Regions from separate parts of the Mus musculus genome. Here regions 1 and 3 are each linked to region 2. A link is a contact called in public Micro-C and promoter capture Hi-C data. All regions are on one chromosome and are shown on one strand. Each heading gives the region's core, a stretch centred on a gene start, on an enhancer-like site or on the middle of the called end of the contact. The rest is flanking DNA. Distances are from core to core; before and after follow the strand shown. Region 1 overlaps Gm12031 (a long non-coding RNA gene). Region 2 holds the start of Vps54 (VPS54 GARP complex subunit). Region 3 holds the start of Commd1 (COMM domain containing 1).

The links. Promoter capture Hi-C pulls out the DNA fragments that hold promoters and counts their contacts. A called contact is a pair of places that touch in the nucleus more often than the background predicts.
Region 1: a contact with region 2 is called in a Micro-C map of embryonic stem cells, with 4 times the contacts expected there. The contact joins the enhancer-like site here to the promoter of Vps54 in region 2. A contact is called at or near these places in 1 of 484 Hi-C or Micro-C datasets (embryonic stem cells), 1 of 115 datasets of contacts at active chromatin or transcription factors (large pre-B cells) and 2 of 9 other capture datasets (embryonic stem cells and pancreatic islet).
Region 3: a promoter capture Hi-C map of liver shows a contact between it and region 2, with 5 times the contacts expected there. The contact joins the promoter of Commd1 here to the promoter of Vps54 in region 2. A contact is called at or near these places in 6 of 39 promoter capture datasets (the 3T3-L1 cell line, the HPC-7 cell line, hippocampal neurons and 2 more) and 1 of 484 Hi-C or Micro-C datasets (B cells).

The regions. Positions count from the first base shown.
Region 1 is chr11:20,161,993-20,166,851 of GRCm38.p6, forward strand. The region is part of intron 3 of Gm12031 (a long non-coding RNA gene); the gene reads right to left. Among named protein-coding and RNA genes, the nearest start is that of Gm12031, 28 kb to the right of the region's middle. Within about 2 kb of position 3,224, at least 40 of the 459 cell types and tissues checked have an H3K27ac peak or open chromatin away from gene starts, as enhancers often do. A contact at or near this core is called in embryonic stem cells, where this site is marked.
Region 2 is chr11:21,236,072-21,240,678 of GRCm38.p6, forward strand. It overlaps Vps54 (VPS54 GARP complex subunit), which reads left to right and starts at 2,961. Exons shown (of 23, transcript NM_139061.5): 1 at 2,961-3,300.
Region 3 is chr11:22,980,226-22,984,911 of GRCm38.p6, forward strand. It overlaps Commd1 (COMM domain containing 1), which reads right to left and starts at 2,059. Exons shown (of 3, transcript NM_144514.2): 1 at 1,854-2,059. The coding sequence starts at 2,030.

The DNA.
Region 1 (4,859 bases), core at 1,974-4,473, 1.1 Mb before region 2:
ACAGTAGTGGAGAAGGAGCTGAGAGTTCCACATGTGAATGAGTAGGCAACAGGGAAAGAGAGCGACACCGGGCCTTGTCTGAGCAACTGAAACCTCAAAGTCCAGCCCCACTTACATATTTTCTCTATAAGGCCACACCTACTCCAACAAGGCCACACCTCCTAATAGCACTGGTCCCTACTAGTCTATAGGGTCATTTTTATTCAAACTACCACAGTGGCACATTCCTTCAATCCCAGCACTTGGGGGCAGAATCAGGAGTATCTCTGAGTTCAAGGCCAGCCTGGTCAACATGGACAGTTCTGGGCCAGTCAGGGCTACACAGTGAGATCTTGTCTCAGAAATGAACAAACAAACAAACAAACAGCAACAGCAGCAGCAACAACAACAGCAACAGAGCAATCAAAGGAGGTAGGCTTCTTTCATAAATTACCCATCTTCTCTTATCTTCTTTTCCCTTTCCTTCCCTTCCCTTCCCTTCCCTTCCCTTCCCTTCCCTTCCCTTCCCTTCCCTTCCCTTCCCTTCCCTTCCCTTCCTTCCCTTCCCTTGTGATCCAGAGTTTAAATCCAGCCCTTGAACATTCTAGGCAAGCATTCTCTGCTAAGCTACTGTTCTAGCCTTTCTAACATAGCCTCAAGAACAAAGAAAAAACTAATCCAGTAAGTATGAAGGGGAAAGTTTTAAGTTGGAGGGACAGTTTGAATAAATATCTTGTATCTGTTGGTTCATCAGATTGACATTACTAAACCTGTTTTCTTGGTCTGGCCCACCTGTAATAGCATTTTTAAAAAAGATGTATTTATTTATTTTATGTATATATGAATACACCGTCACTGTCTTCAGACACACCAGAAGAGGGCATTAGATCCAATTACAGATGGTTGGGAGCCACCATGTTAGTTGCTGGGAATTGAACTCAGGACCTTTAGAAAAGTAGCCAGTGCTCTTAACTGCTGAGCCATCTCACCAGCGCATTTTTATAAGTGGCTATTTTTCTTTATCCCCGGCTAGCTTACAAACAAATAAGACTGAGACTACTAGATTTATTTTATCAAGCTTTACCACACAATGCCTCGGTAGTCATTGATCTATTCTAATCCTCTAAACTGACTAGCTACCTCCCAGCTAAAATCCCTAAGATACTTGCATTATAGCATTGGTCTGCCTCTCTTGGCTTCAGGTATTTTTCATGATATCTCTCTGTCAGTTTCCTCATAACCAATCCTTCTTTTCTTCCCCCTCTCTCCTCTCCTCTGGGAAGCAGAAGTTCTGTCCTATTCTCTCCGCTGCCTAGCCATTGGATGATCAGCTTTTATTTACAAGTTGGAGAGAAAATGTGGAATGATGTTTACACAAACATGAAACAGGAGTGGCCCAGGGAGTGGCACTATTAGAAGATGTGGCCCTGTTTGAGTAGGTGTGGCCTTTTTGGAGTGGGTATGACACTGTGGGTGTGAGCTTTTAGACCATTATCTTAGCTTCCTGGAAGCCAGTAGTCTGCTAGCAGCCTTCAGATGGAGATGTAGAAATCTCAGCTCCTCCTGTACCATGCCTGCCTGGATACTGCCATGTACACACTTTGATGATAATAGACTGAACCTCTAAACCTGTAAGCCAGCCCAGATTTAATGTTGTCCTTATAAGAGTTGCCTTGGTTGCTGGGCAGAAGTGGCGCACAACTTTAATCCTAGCACTCGGGAGGCAGAGGCAGGCAGATTTCTGAGTTTGAGGTCAGCCTGGTCAACAGAGTGAGTTCCAGGACAGCCAGGGCTACACAGAGAAACTGTCTCAAAAAACCAAAAACCAAAAACAAAAACTCAAAAAACAAAACAAAACACAAAACAAAAAAAGTTGCCTTGGTCATGATGTCTGTTCACAGCAGTAAAACCCTAACTAAGACAAGGAGATACTTGGAATAAGCATTACAGCGCCATATGAAGACTGCAAACACATATAGGGGACAGAGAAATCAGCATTTGAATAACACAAGGATAATCTTTACATAGCACACAATAACATCGTGCCCATGCCCACTCCACTGAACACTTGTTTGTCATTTAGTCTTGCCACTTTAGATTCCATTCAGGAATTTTGGAGTATTCAAGAATGATGACTCTCAAGGCCCATTTAGATGCTTCAATGGGCAAATTGATTGCCACCCAGGTTTGGTGGCCTAAATATTTGATCCTTGGAACTCAAGATTCCTGAAAGCTGTTCTCTGACCTCTGTGATAGTCACACATCCACACTGTGTCACATGCACACCACACACATACCAACAGAAATAATAAAATAAAAACAAAAAGAAGAGAACTGTAGATGGCTCGGTGATTAGCGTGATGGCGAAAGAAACTTCATTTTGTGCTAGGCAACCATCTTAGTACCTAATAGTCTTTTATCTCTGACTTCAAGTTTCTGGCAACCCTGACTCCTTGATTCCCCACCCCAGAATGTACAGCTATGAGCATCTGCTTGTTATGCAATGACTAACTGCTGATTCTGACTTCTGTAACCCGCTTGTGCAGACATTCAAGGACTATTTTGAGGTTGCCTTGACCATCTAATCTTGGCAGAGCAGAACAGCTCTTTTGGTTTTTGCCTTTAAAAGCTCTTCTCTTCAGAGCTGGAGAGATGGCTCAGAGGATAAGAACACTGACTGCTTTTCCAGAGGTCCTGAGTTCAATTCCCAGCAACCATATGGTGGCTCATAGCTATCTGTAATAGGATCTGATGTCCTCTTCTGGTGTGTCTGAAGACAGCAACAGTGTATATATACATATAAATAAATAAATATTTTTTTTAAAAAAAAGCCCTTCCCTTTATCCACCTCTGGGTGACTGGTCTCTGATTCAGTTTAGAGACTGTGGCCCTGTTAGTAGCTATAATAAATTTAGCTAATGATCTTTAAATTGAGTGTAGGGGTCTTTTCCCAGTGTTCTTGAACTCCATAATGGCTAAGAATGTTTGCTATGAGAAGGCTAAGCTGACTCCATGACAGGTTTCAAATTGCCAGTCTACAAGACTAGGCCTAAAGAAAACTGGGCAAGTCCAGGCAAGTCAGCTAAAAAACAAAAACAAAAAACCAGGCTTCAGTCAAGCTGGTCAGAAACTAGAAAGTGGCCAGCCACCTAGCCAGAAGCAAGGACAATGGATCAGCAGGTTTCCAGACCTACCACAGACTCTAGCCCCCAGGGCCAAGGAATGTCTGTAAAGAAGACTTAAGATAAAGGCCACCTACCCAGCAACTCCTTGCTCTGGTAATGGAATGCTCTCAGAGATAAAGAAAGATAGAGGTCGCCTACCCCGGAATCTTTAGTGTGCTTTAAATCTAGCCTTTAAGCTCCTTTGGTTGTCTATCTTGGTAATGGGGAGATCCCAGCATGCTGGACTCTTGCAGAATAGAACACTCTTTCTGTTTACATACAATTTGAGTCTAGGGTATCATTCTTCAGCGAATCATGGACCCTTACAGCTACTCTTTGTTTGTTTGTCTGGTTGGTTGGTTGATTGGTTGGTTGGGTTTTTCCAAGACAGAGTTTCTGCGTGTAGTCCTAGCTATTCTGGAACTCACTCTGACCTTGAACTCAGAAATCCTCCTGCTTCTGCCTCCCAAATGCTTTGACTAAAAGTCTGTGCCACCACTGCCCAGCATTTTTTTTTTTTTTTCTGGCTGCTCTTACAGAGGATCTAGGCTTGGTCCCAGCATGCATACTTAGTGGCTCACAACTATCTGAAACTCAAGTCCCAAGAGATCTTCTGGCTTTAGTGGATGCCAGCCATGTTCATACATGCAGGCAAAAATACTCATATACTCATGTGCATAAAATAAAAACAAATACTTATGAAAAATGAATAAATAATTAAAAGAAAATGGGCCAAGGGACAGGAGACATGGTTTTGGAGTTTTGAGTATATTGGGTAATATTTACTTATTTTAATTGTTTAAGGCCATTGCTCCACTTGGAGCTACAGGGTCTGACTAAATTATCTAGGCTCTTGTTGAACTCACTCTGTACCTCAGACAGACTTTGAATTTACAATTCTTGTGCCTCAGTTTCCTGACATAGCTTAGAGGCTATGCTGCCAGATCTTGCTCCTATTTTTATTTTTAAGTCCCAAGGAAACCAGGTTAAAGGCTAGCTGTGGTGTCTATTAGCATACCTAAGTACCCATGGCTCCTCCCAGCTCTTACCACTGACCATGTCCTTAAACTTCTCCTTCCCCCAGCTACTGATTACCCAGTAAAGCTTCCATTTTGGCTGAGTGTTTTCTTGGCTCCTCTCTCGGAGTGTGGCAGTGATCTGTCCTCACAGCCTCCCTGTGCTTCGTTTCTGCGCTGTCCCTGTCTGCTTTCAGTAAAGAAGCAAGAGAGATTCTAAAAACGTAAAATAAATTCCTTTTCTCTCCCTAAACAAGACCCTCAAGTAAGGAGGGAAAGCAGAAAGAAGCTGAAGCCGGACGGTGGTGGCGCACGCCTTTAATCCCGGCAATCAGGAGGCAGAGGCAGGCAGATTTCTGAGTTCAAGGCCAGCCTGGTCTACAGAGTGAGTTCCAGGACAGACAGGGCTACACAGAGAAACCCTGTCTCAAAAAACCGAAAAAAAAAAAAAAAGAAAGAGGAAAGAAGCTGAAGCCTTTCTACAGCCGCCTCTTCCCCTCCCCCAACCTGTTCCTTTCCGGCCTGGCTCTCTACTCCATTCACTCTGGCCTCCCTAGATTTCTGGAATAAGCGAACCTGTTCCTGTTTTCTTGGGACTCTGTATCACGTTACTTCTTCTTGGAATGCTTTTCTGCCATACATTTGCCTTTTTTTTTTTTTTTTTTTTTTAAAGATGCTGTCATGTAGCCCCAGCTGGCCT
Region 2 (4,607 bases), core at 1,711-4,210:
ACTAGAACAATTTGGAATTTGTTTTGGAAAAGGGTGTGATTAAGTCACTCTAACATATCTATTACTTCAAGTAATTTTTTTAAAGTTTGAGAATATTTAAAATTTTCTATTTTAGAAAACTTGAAATATATGCTGTTAACTATGGCTACTATGTTGTGTGACAAACCACAAAATTTCATTTATTTAAATGTAAAGGTGGTTCATTGACCACTTTCTTGTTCAGATTTCTTCACCCCCAAACCCTGGTAATGGACTATTGCCAGAAATGTCTCAGACCAGCCAGCTCCCGAATAATGATACAAAGACTTATTATTTATTATAGCTTAGGCCTTAGCTGGCTGGTTACTTCCCAGCTAGCTCCTCTAACTTAAATTAACTCGACTATTCTAGTCCATGTTTGCCATGTGGCCCATTACCCCTCATTCAGTCCTGGCATCGTCTTCCTGCTGGCAAATCCTCCCTTCTCAGTTGTTCCTCAGAGACACTCTTTTTGCCTGGAACTTCTGCCTTTCCTCTCCTGCCTCAGCTATTGGTTGTCAGCTTTTTATTAAGCCAATCAGAAGGTAAAGGAAGTGTATATTTACAAAATACTGAGGCATTTTATGATCCGTAAAAATAACCATAACAAAATTCAGCCAGTATTCAACTCTCTGTCTCTACAGAAATCACCATTTGAATGATACAAAGACAAGTTTTACACAGTGCACATTAAGATTACCTCAATGATGTTTCTGTGTAAACTTTTCTTGTTTTTACAAGAAATCAAAGATTTAAGAGGACTTTAAAGCCAGGTGGTGGTTGCACTTGGGAGGCAGAGGCAGGTGAATCTCCAGGTTTGAAGCTAGCCTGGGCTACAGAGTAAGATTCAGGACAGACAGGCTATACACTGCCTCAACAACCCCCTCCAAAAGGATTAAAAATCTTTTTTATAATTAGAAAACTTGTTAGTTTTTTCTAACTTGACATAAGCAAGAGTCATCTGGGAAGAAGGACGCCTGACTGAGGGATTGCCTTCACCTTGTGGCCTAAAGGCAAGTCTGTGAGACATTTCCTCCCTTAATGACTGATGTGCGAGAGCTGGGCTAACTATGGTGGTGCAAATGGTCCTGAGTGGGATAAAAAAGCAAGCAGAGCAAGCTCTGGGATAGAAGCCAGGCAGCAATAGTGTTCTCAGGTCTCTGTTTCCGGTTGACTCTTTGCTCTGACTTCCCTCAGTGACACTATGACCTCGGAGTTGAGAGAAGAAATAAACCCTTTTCTCTTCAAGTTGTTTTTGGTCTTGGTGTTTTACCACAGCAATGGAGAAGCAAACTAGAACATGTATTTATTATTTGTTGGATGTATTCTTACCCTCTTTATTGTAGAGTTTTTTTTTTTTTTTTCCTCTTTTCTTTTTGAGATAGTCTCACATTACCCAGGCAGGCCTTGAGTGTCCCATGTGGACTCTGAGGGTGGCTTTGAACTCCTGATCCTCAAGTCTCTACTCCAAAATGCTGGGATTACAGGACTGCTCCATTGTGCCTGGCTCCATTGTAAAGAGTTGAATTCAGAAAAATATAGCGCAGGACTTTTCTTTTGGCTAATCTTTTGTGTTTTCCTTTCTCTGTGTCCTTTCTGTCCTTCAACCATACCTTTTTTTTTTTTTCTTGTTTTTTTTTTTTTTTTTTTTTTTTAGACAGGGCTTCTCTGTGTAGCCCTGGCTGCCCTGGAACTCTGTAGACCAGGCTGGCCAGGCTGGCCTCAAAACTCAGAAATCTGCCTGCCTCTGCCTCCCAAGTGCTAGGATTAAAGGCATGCGCCACCACTGCCTGACCAACCATACCTTTTTGGTGAGTAAATTAACAAAAGCTGTTAGCAATTTTCAATGACTTACTAAGACCAAGACTTGCATCAGTTTCTTTTTCCAGTTAACTACTGAGTTACATTTTCACTTTTGCTTTGTAAAACAGACTTTTGAAATGCATGAAACTTATTTGTAGGCTAAACAGTTCCAAAATGGAATAAAATCTTCATAAAGTTAAGAAAGACCCTCAAGTAATTAAGACTTTTTTTCTTATTTTTCCAGACCTTGGTGGCTCTGAGTCTCAAGACTCCTGAATCAACCAAAGGTGATTGGAGACTTATAAACATATTGTAGTCTAAGACACCCTATCTTGCAGATGGTAATTTTACTAGTAAGATCACAATTCTCTCTGAACTCAGCCTAATTGGAAATGCTGTTAGGAATCACAAATAGATTTTAATAATAAGCACACACACCCAAGTTTTTCAGATTTTTAAAGGGCAGGGACAACTGACTTATGCGCCTGAGAAATGTGACAGGTGATTGGAAGCCAGGAACTGGGGGGACAGGGTAGCCTCAAAAGGCCTTAAGTGCTGGAGGCCAGTGGGGTATCTGGAGTTGACCTTTCACCTTTGAAAGGCATTAATTTTGGAGACGGAGCCATGTTTGTTTACTATGAGGGGCTGAGGGAGTCAGGGCAGGCGGAAGCTAGGGCTTTAGTGGGTGTAAGCGGCCGGGAGTCAGTTGGTCTGGGGGGCGAGGGGTCCGCTCCCGCCCGCTCGCCAGGGAAGGCGGAAGGCAACGCTCGGCTTCTTTGGACAACCTGGGCGGGGGGGGGGAACCGTGCGAGCTGGAGCGCAGATCCGAGACGACTCCTGCCTTTACGAGGACGACAGGGGGAGGCACGGGGCAGCCACGCGGGGTCGTCCCCGCTCTGGGGTCGCTAGCTCTGCGGCGGCCGCGCCAGGCCCTGTCGGAGCTGCGCGGCGACTCCCGGTCTGGCCGCGGCCCTCCCGCCCCGGCGACGCCGCGGTGGATTGTGGGCTGGGGGCTGCGGCGGCCTGGCGGCGGCGGCGGCCTGCTGCACGCTCTCCGCGGACCCAGCCGCGCCGGGCCGGTGGCGTGAGGCGGGCGGCGGCGTGGGGAGCTGAGGCGCCGGGGGCGGTGGTCGCGGCGCGGCGGCGGCTCCCCTGGAGGCCGGGGATGTGGGAGAGGCGGCGGCAGCAGCGGCGGAGGCGGCGCTGCGGACCCGGGGGAGACTGCTGGCTGACAGGACACCCGGGCGAGACGTGAGGGGCCCGCCGCGGCCGCTCTGCCCCCGAGCGGCGCTGGGCTCGAGAGGGCGGCCCTGTGCTCCCGGGCCCGCCGGCCAGCAGGCGCGGGGCGGAGGCGGGAACCGGGCTCGGACCCGGCGCGCAGGGCGGCGGCGGCCGCGGAGCAGCAGTCTCGGCGCGACGTGGAGGGATGGAGGCGGCGGTGCACTAGGCCTCGTCTGGGGCTGCCGCCCGGGACCGCAGGTAGGTGCCGGGCCCGCGCTTCGCGGCCACCCTCCCCCGACCCGGTGACCGGCGGGGCGGCGGGACCCCACCCCCTCCGTCTCCTCGGGGCTTGGAGCTGACAGAGTTTCGGAGCCGGTGACCGAGCCGAAGCTTCATCCTCCCCGCCACCACCACTTCCTTCTCGGCACTCCCAGGATCCGGGCCGGCAGCTGTGCCCCAGCCCCGGCCGGCGTCCGCAGGTGCCGCCCCAGTCCCCTCGCCCCTCTCCGGAATCCGGGACCAGCAACTTCCATCAGTCCTTGTAGACGCGGAGCCCAAACTTTCCCTGTCTCCTTTCAGCCAGGCCTGAACCCCTCTTGGAGCCTTCTAGAATAAAAACACCGCCCCCCCACCCCCCCGCCCGAGAATACTAAACCAAAGAAGAACTCGGCATTGTGCAGTTTTGCATTGTAGTTTAAATTATTTTATTTCTTTCAGTTTTGCTAACTGCTGTCTGCAGGGATACAAAGACAGGCCTTCCCTGTTCCCTGTGGGTTGTCTGGGAACTTTTGCCTGACCATTATAATTAGCTACTTGGCCTGTCCGTGTATGGCTTAGGGTGACTTTTTTTTTTTTTTTTTTAAAGAATTTTGGCCTATTAGAGTTACAAAGTGTTTCTTAAAATACCTTTTTAACCAAGTTTGGTTTTTGGTCCTTATAGAGACGTCTTTTACTTTCGAAGAATTAAATTGGGCTACTTCTGTTTTCTAATTGATTTAATTTCGGGTTCTCAAACTCAGGTCAGTCTTAATACATGTTCAGCGGGCAGGGGATATTATGATACGCTGTTTGTGGTATATGGAGAAGAAGGTGATAACTTATGCTGCAGGTCTTGATGGGCATTGAGTTTTATAAATGGGAGCTCTAATTGGAAAACTATTTGACTCCCTAGCAGTTTGGCTGGAACAGATGTAATGATAGGATATGTCTGACTGTATGTAGTACAGTGAGTTGGGTTTCCTAGAAGTGGGTATTGGTGCTCTACACTAATTATCATTAGGTAAAATTGGTCACTTTGTACTTGATAGTTGTAGTTTAGGATGTTAGATGCTAACTTTTGTATTGTCTTTTGGCTAGTTTTAAACTGTGTTCTGGCAACCTTAGAACTGTTACTATAAGTACCAGTCTGTTCACAGTAAAACTGTACACACTATCCGTGTGTTGTTGTTGACACTCATATAATTTGTTCTTGTGGTATTGCTGCTACAGCATTTGGCTTTCTAAAATGTTTTTCATTGTTTTCAAAATTATAACTGGCAAAGTTATCTAGAGTTTACTAGGAACAG
Region 3 (4,686 bases), core at 809-3,308, 1.7 Mb after region 2:
CACAAATGCCGGGTTCCAAACATGCCTGTCATTTATCTGAGAACCGGGATCCAACTCAGGGCTTCCTACTCTCACGGCAAGCGTTTTCCTAGGGAGTTGCCTCCCTCACCATCCACTTCACCTTTTAAAGGTGTATTGATTTTTATTTTATGTGTATGAGTGGCCTGCCTGCATATATATAAGTGCACTGTATGAGTAGCTGAGGCCATGAAGACCAGAAGGTGCTAGATCTAGAACTGGAGTGACAGACTAGAGTAAGCTGCCACATGGCTTGTAATCAGAATTAATACAGTGGTCATTAGCCACATATGGCCACTTTAACCATTTCGAATGTGGCTAGTTGCAACTAAAATGTTTTAAATGTAAAATGCACATCATATTTTAAAGACTTTGTGAAGGAGCTGGAGAGATGGCTCAGCAGTTAAGTGTACTGGCCATTCTTTCAGAGAATTCAGATTCAATTCCCAGCATCCCCATGACAGATCACCACTGTCTGTAACGCCAGCATCAGAAGTTCCAACACATTCAGAGATACACATGCAGGCAAAACTTCAATACACAGAAAATAAAGACTTTGTGAAAACAATACATTGAATAGTAATTACATAAATGATAGATACCTTGAATACACTTTAGTTATAACAGCTTACCCAAGGGGAAAAAAAAAAAAAAGTCACAGGAACCAGCTGCCAGCTGGGCAGATAGCTCAATTAGGGCCTGGTTCTGATTCTCCAGCACCCATGAAAAGGCTGGGCATGGTCCCCTATTTCTGTAACCCAAGCTCTGGGAGAGCAAATACAAGCAGATCTCTTGAGTTCTTGGCTGCTCTAGCCAGTCAGTGAGACTGGATTCCAGGTACAGTGAGAGAGAGACTCTGTCTGGAAAGATAGGTAGAGAGTGATAGTGCAAGGTATCCCCCCACACGCCACCCCCCACACAGAGTGAGATAGTGCAAGGTACCCCACCCCATGCCACCCACACACACAGAGGTCACAGCAGGAGATGGTGGTAGCTGCTTGAAATTCTAACACTTGGGAAGTGGAAGGTGGATCAACTACACGTGAGTTCAAGGCTAGTCTGGGCTACAAGAGATCCTATCTCAAACCCCAGGTGGAATGGGGGACTGGAGAGACTGCTTAGAAGAGCCCTAATAATGCTCTTGAGGAAGACCCGGGTTTCCAGCACCCATGTGGTGGCCTATAACCGTTCCAACCACCAGTGCACATGCAGGCACCGCACCCATACACATAAAATAAAAATAAATCTTTTTAGTTAATTTCACCTGTTATGTTGCCCTCTAATAGTTTTCATGAGACAGTCTGATGTATACTTCGTTCCATTTGGAAATCATAGAGTCGACTGCTTTAATGGTGTTTACTCCAGTTAATCAATCCTTTATCTCACCAACCACCTCATGCTAACGCTCCCCAACTTCCACAACCCAGGAAAGCTGGCAAGCACGCTCTCGCTCTCTTTAAACAAGGGTCTCACCACATTGCCCTGACTGCCCTGGAACTCTGTGCAACAGGCTGGCCTCGAACTCACACAACTCTCTGCCAGCCTCTGCCTCTCCAAGTGCACAGATTAAAGGAGTGCACTACAACGCCCGGTGCAACATCAAAGTCCGAGGCGAAAAAAACTCGAAACTTATCTATACTACAGACACAGAAAGTCTTGAGGGAGAGAAAAAAAAATCAATGTTTTCACCGTTATGTGTCCCTAAAACAAGGGCGCAACAGAGCGACCTCCACGGCTCAGGAGGGTCGCTGAGCGCCCAAAGACAGCAGCACCCGAGGCTGGGGGCGGGCCTGAGGCTGCGAGGAGGGCAGGGCTGCTCGGCGGAACCACCGTACCTTGAGAAGTCCTCTCATCTTCGCCAGGAAGGGGCGGAACTCCTCCGGTGGCACTTCCGGATAGAGTTGGCTGTGCAGCAGCTCCTCCGTGACACCCGAGTGTCCGTGAAAGGCGTTCTGCGCTAGGCCGCTCAGCAGCCCGCTCAGGGACTTGCCACCCTCCAGATCGCCCGCCATGGCTAAGGAGGGCCTGCCGCCCAGCGGCTGAGCTCCGGTCCGCTACGGGGGCCGAGAAGGGCCATAAAAGCTGGCAAAGGCAGCCACGGAACGCGATGCCGGGTTCCTCCACTAGTCGATATAAACAGTTCTCTCGTTTGCTCTGCCACACACATCCACTACTTCCACCACAGCCAAATCCACTCAGTTTCCTTTAGAGTCACTGTGTTTTTGTTGTTTCCTTCTTCACTCCGATGTGCAAATGCGCACTCAAAGGAACGATCGCTGGCTGGAGATACCTAACTGTAACTCCGTAAGAATGCCACCTTAATTCTTCGATGGCTGTATCTCATTCTACAGCTTGCAATTAAATGAGCAGTGCCTACTACTCAGTTCTAAGCTCTATAATCTTTTCCCCACGCCCCCCAAATGTAGCTACTTCATGAGGACATGATCTCTTTGCTTGCATTAATTCCTTTGTGTATACCCGTACGTTGTCTTTCTAGCCATTATCAGTAGTCTGGTCTCCATTTCTATAACCACTATTTTTCAAAGCCTTATTTTCATTCTTAAAGTGGAATCGCATTAGTAAATACTTATCTACATAATTACCCAAAAAAAAACCCTTACTTATATTCAGCTATAATAAGCGTGTAGCATGATACTATAATATAGGTGAACCTTTAAAATGTGCTAAATGAGGGCTGGACAGATTCAATGGTTAAGAATGTATACTATTCCTGTAGCGGACCAAAGTTCAGTTTCCAGCACTCGCTTTAGGCGACTTACAACCTCCTGTAACTCCAACCTCAGAAATTGAAAGCTTCCACCAGCAATGTACTCATGTGCACAGACAGGCCTACATAATTAAAAAGAAAAAAAGAAAAAAAATGCGTGAAACGAATGAAGCCAGACATGAAAGACAACTGGACAATCTTATTTACTGCTAAATTAAGCAAATCCATACAAAAATCCAGTTGTCAAGGACTGAAGGAGGGAAGAATAGGAAATGACATAATGGGTACAAAGTCTGTTTTCAGATGATGAAAATGCCTATGAGCAGCCACTGGTGATAACTACACGGCTTTGTCCTTTACCAAAGCACAGTGAATTGTATACACTAAAAGACAGTTTTGCAATATGTAAATTAGCTCCCAATTGGAAAAATTAGTATAAGCTAATTGTAATTTAAAATAAAAACCCGGGCATAGTGGCACACACCTTTAATCCCTGCACTCAGGAGGCAGAGGCAGGCAGTTTTCTGAGTTCGAGGCCAGCCTGGTCTACAAGGTGAGTTCCAGGACAGCCAGGGCTATACAGAGAAACCCTGTCTCAAAAAGACCAAAATAAATAAATAAAAATAGCATACTGGGTTTTAATCCCTGAACTTGGGAGGCAGAGGCATTCTCTGAGTGTGAGGCCAGCCTGGATTACACAGAGAAACCTTGTCTTGAAAAACCAAAAAAAAAAAAAAAAAAAATTAAAATAAAGGAAAATGGTATAATAGACTATGAACTGCAGTGTGTTTAAGCACAGCTATGTCACTGGTGAGGAGGCATGCAAGGCAGCCAAATGCCTCCATCTTTTTTTAAGGAGATGTGTTTGGAACTGTGGCTCCATAAAAGATGTGGATTTGAGGTTTGGGGAGAGGTTGTTCTGTATAGCTAGCTGCATCAGCAAGTCAGGCTCTGTCTCTGGAGTCCTGTTTATGCCCTCCAAACATCACGTGTCCTCCATGTGTCTCACCTAGAGCACAGCTCTTGCCTCAGCACACACACCCAATCAGCTCACAAACTATAGTACACCACTAAAAGTTTTTTGGTACCTTTCTCTCTATGGCATTCCGACAAATGTAGCTCAACTATATAATATAAGGCAGACCAATGTATGTGTATTGTTAGTAAATAATCTTTTATCGTGTGTCTTTTCATGTGTTTGTTTATGTAAAACATCCCCTCTCCTGTGTCTGCTTCAGCTAAACATTCCTTCACATGTTTGTTCCAGCAAAGCACCACCCAGCTGACTTTCCAAAGAACCCTTAAGTTTTTACTTTAGTTGTGTTTTGAGAGGATTAGACACAAGGCTATGTGTGTTCTAGGCAGGTGTTCTACCACTAAGCAACATCTCCAGCTCCAGTGAATTTGCTTTAATTTTTAAATATCCATATGAAAGACCAGAGATTCATTTCATATATAACTCATACTGTGTTGAGGACTTGAGTACACAAACAGTGGCTATTTTTAAAAATTGTTTTAATTAGGTCTAAAATGTCGATATAAACCTTATTGATCGGGGCTAACAAGATGGCTCAGCAGGTAAGAGCACTGACTGCCCTTCCAAAGGTCCTGAGTTCAAATCCCAGCAACCACATGGTGGCTCACAACCACCGGTAATGAGATCTGACGCCCTCTTCTGGTGCGTCTGAAGTCAGCTACAGTGTACTTATGTATAATAATAAATAAATCTTGAAAAAAACCTTATTAATCCAGGTATGGTGGCACATGTCTTTATCCCATCCTTCAGGAGGTAGAAATAGGCAGTTGTAAATTTGAAGACAGGCTGGGCTACATAGGGAGCTCCAGGCCAGGCAGAGGTTTATTATATACTGGCCTCTTTGCACTCCTAGGCACATGAGATTCTGTCTCAAAAAACAAAACAAGCAAGCAAACGAACAAAA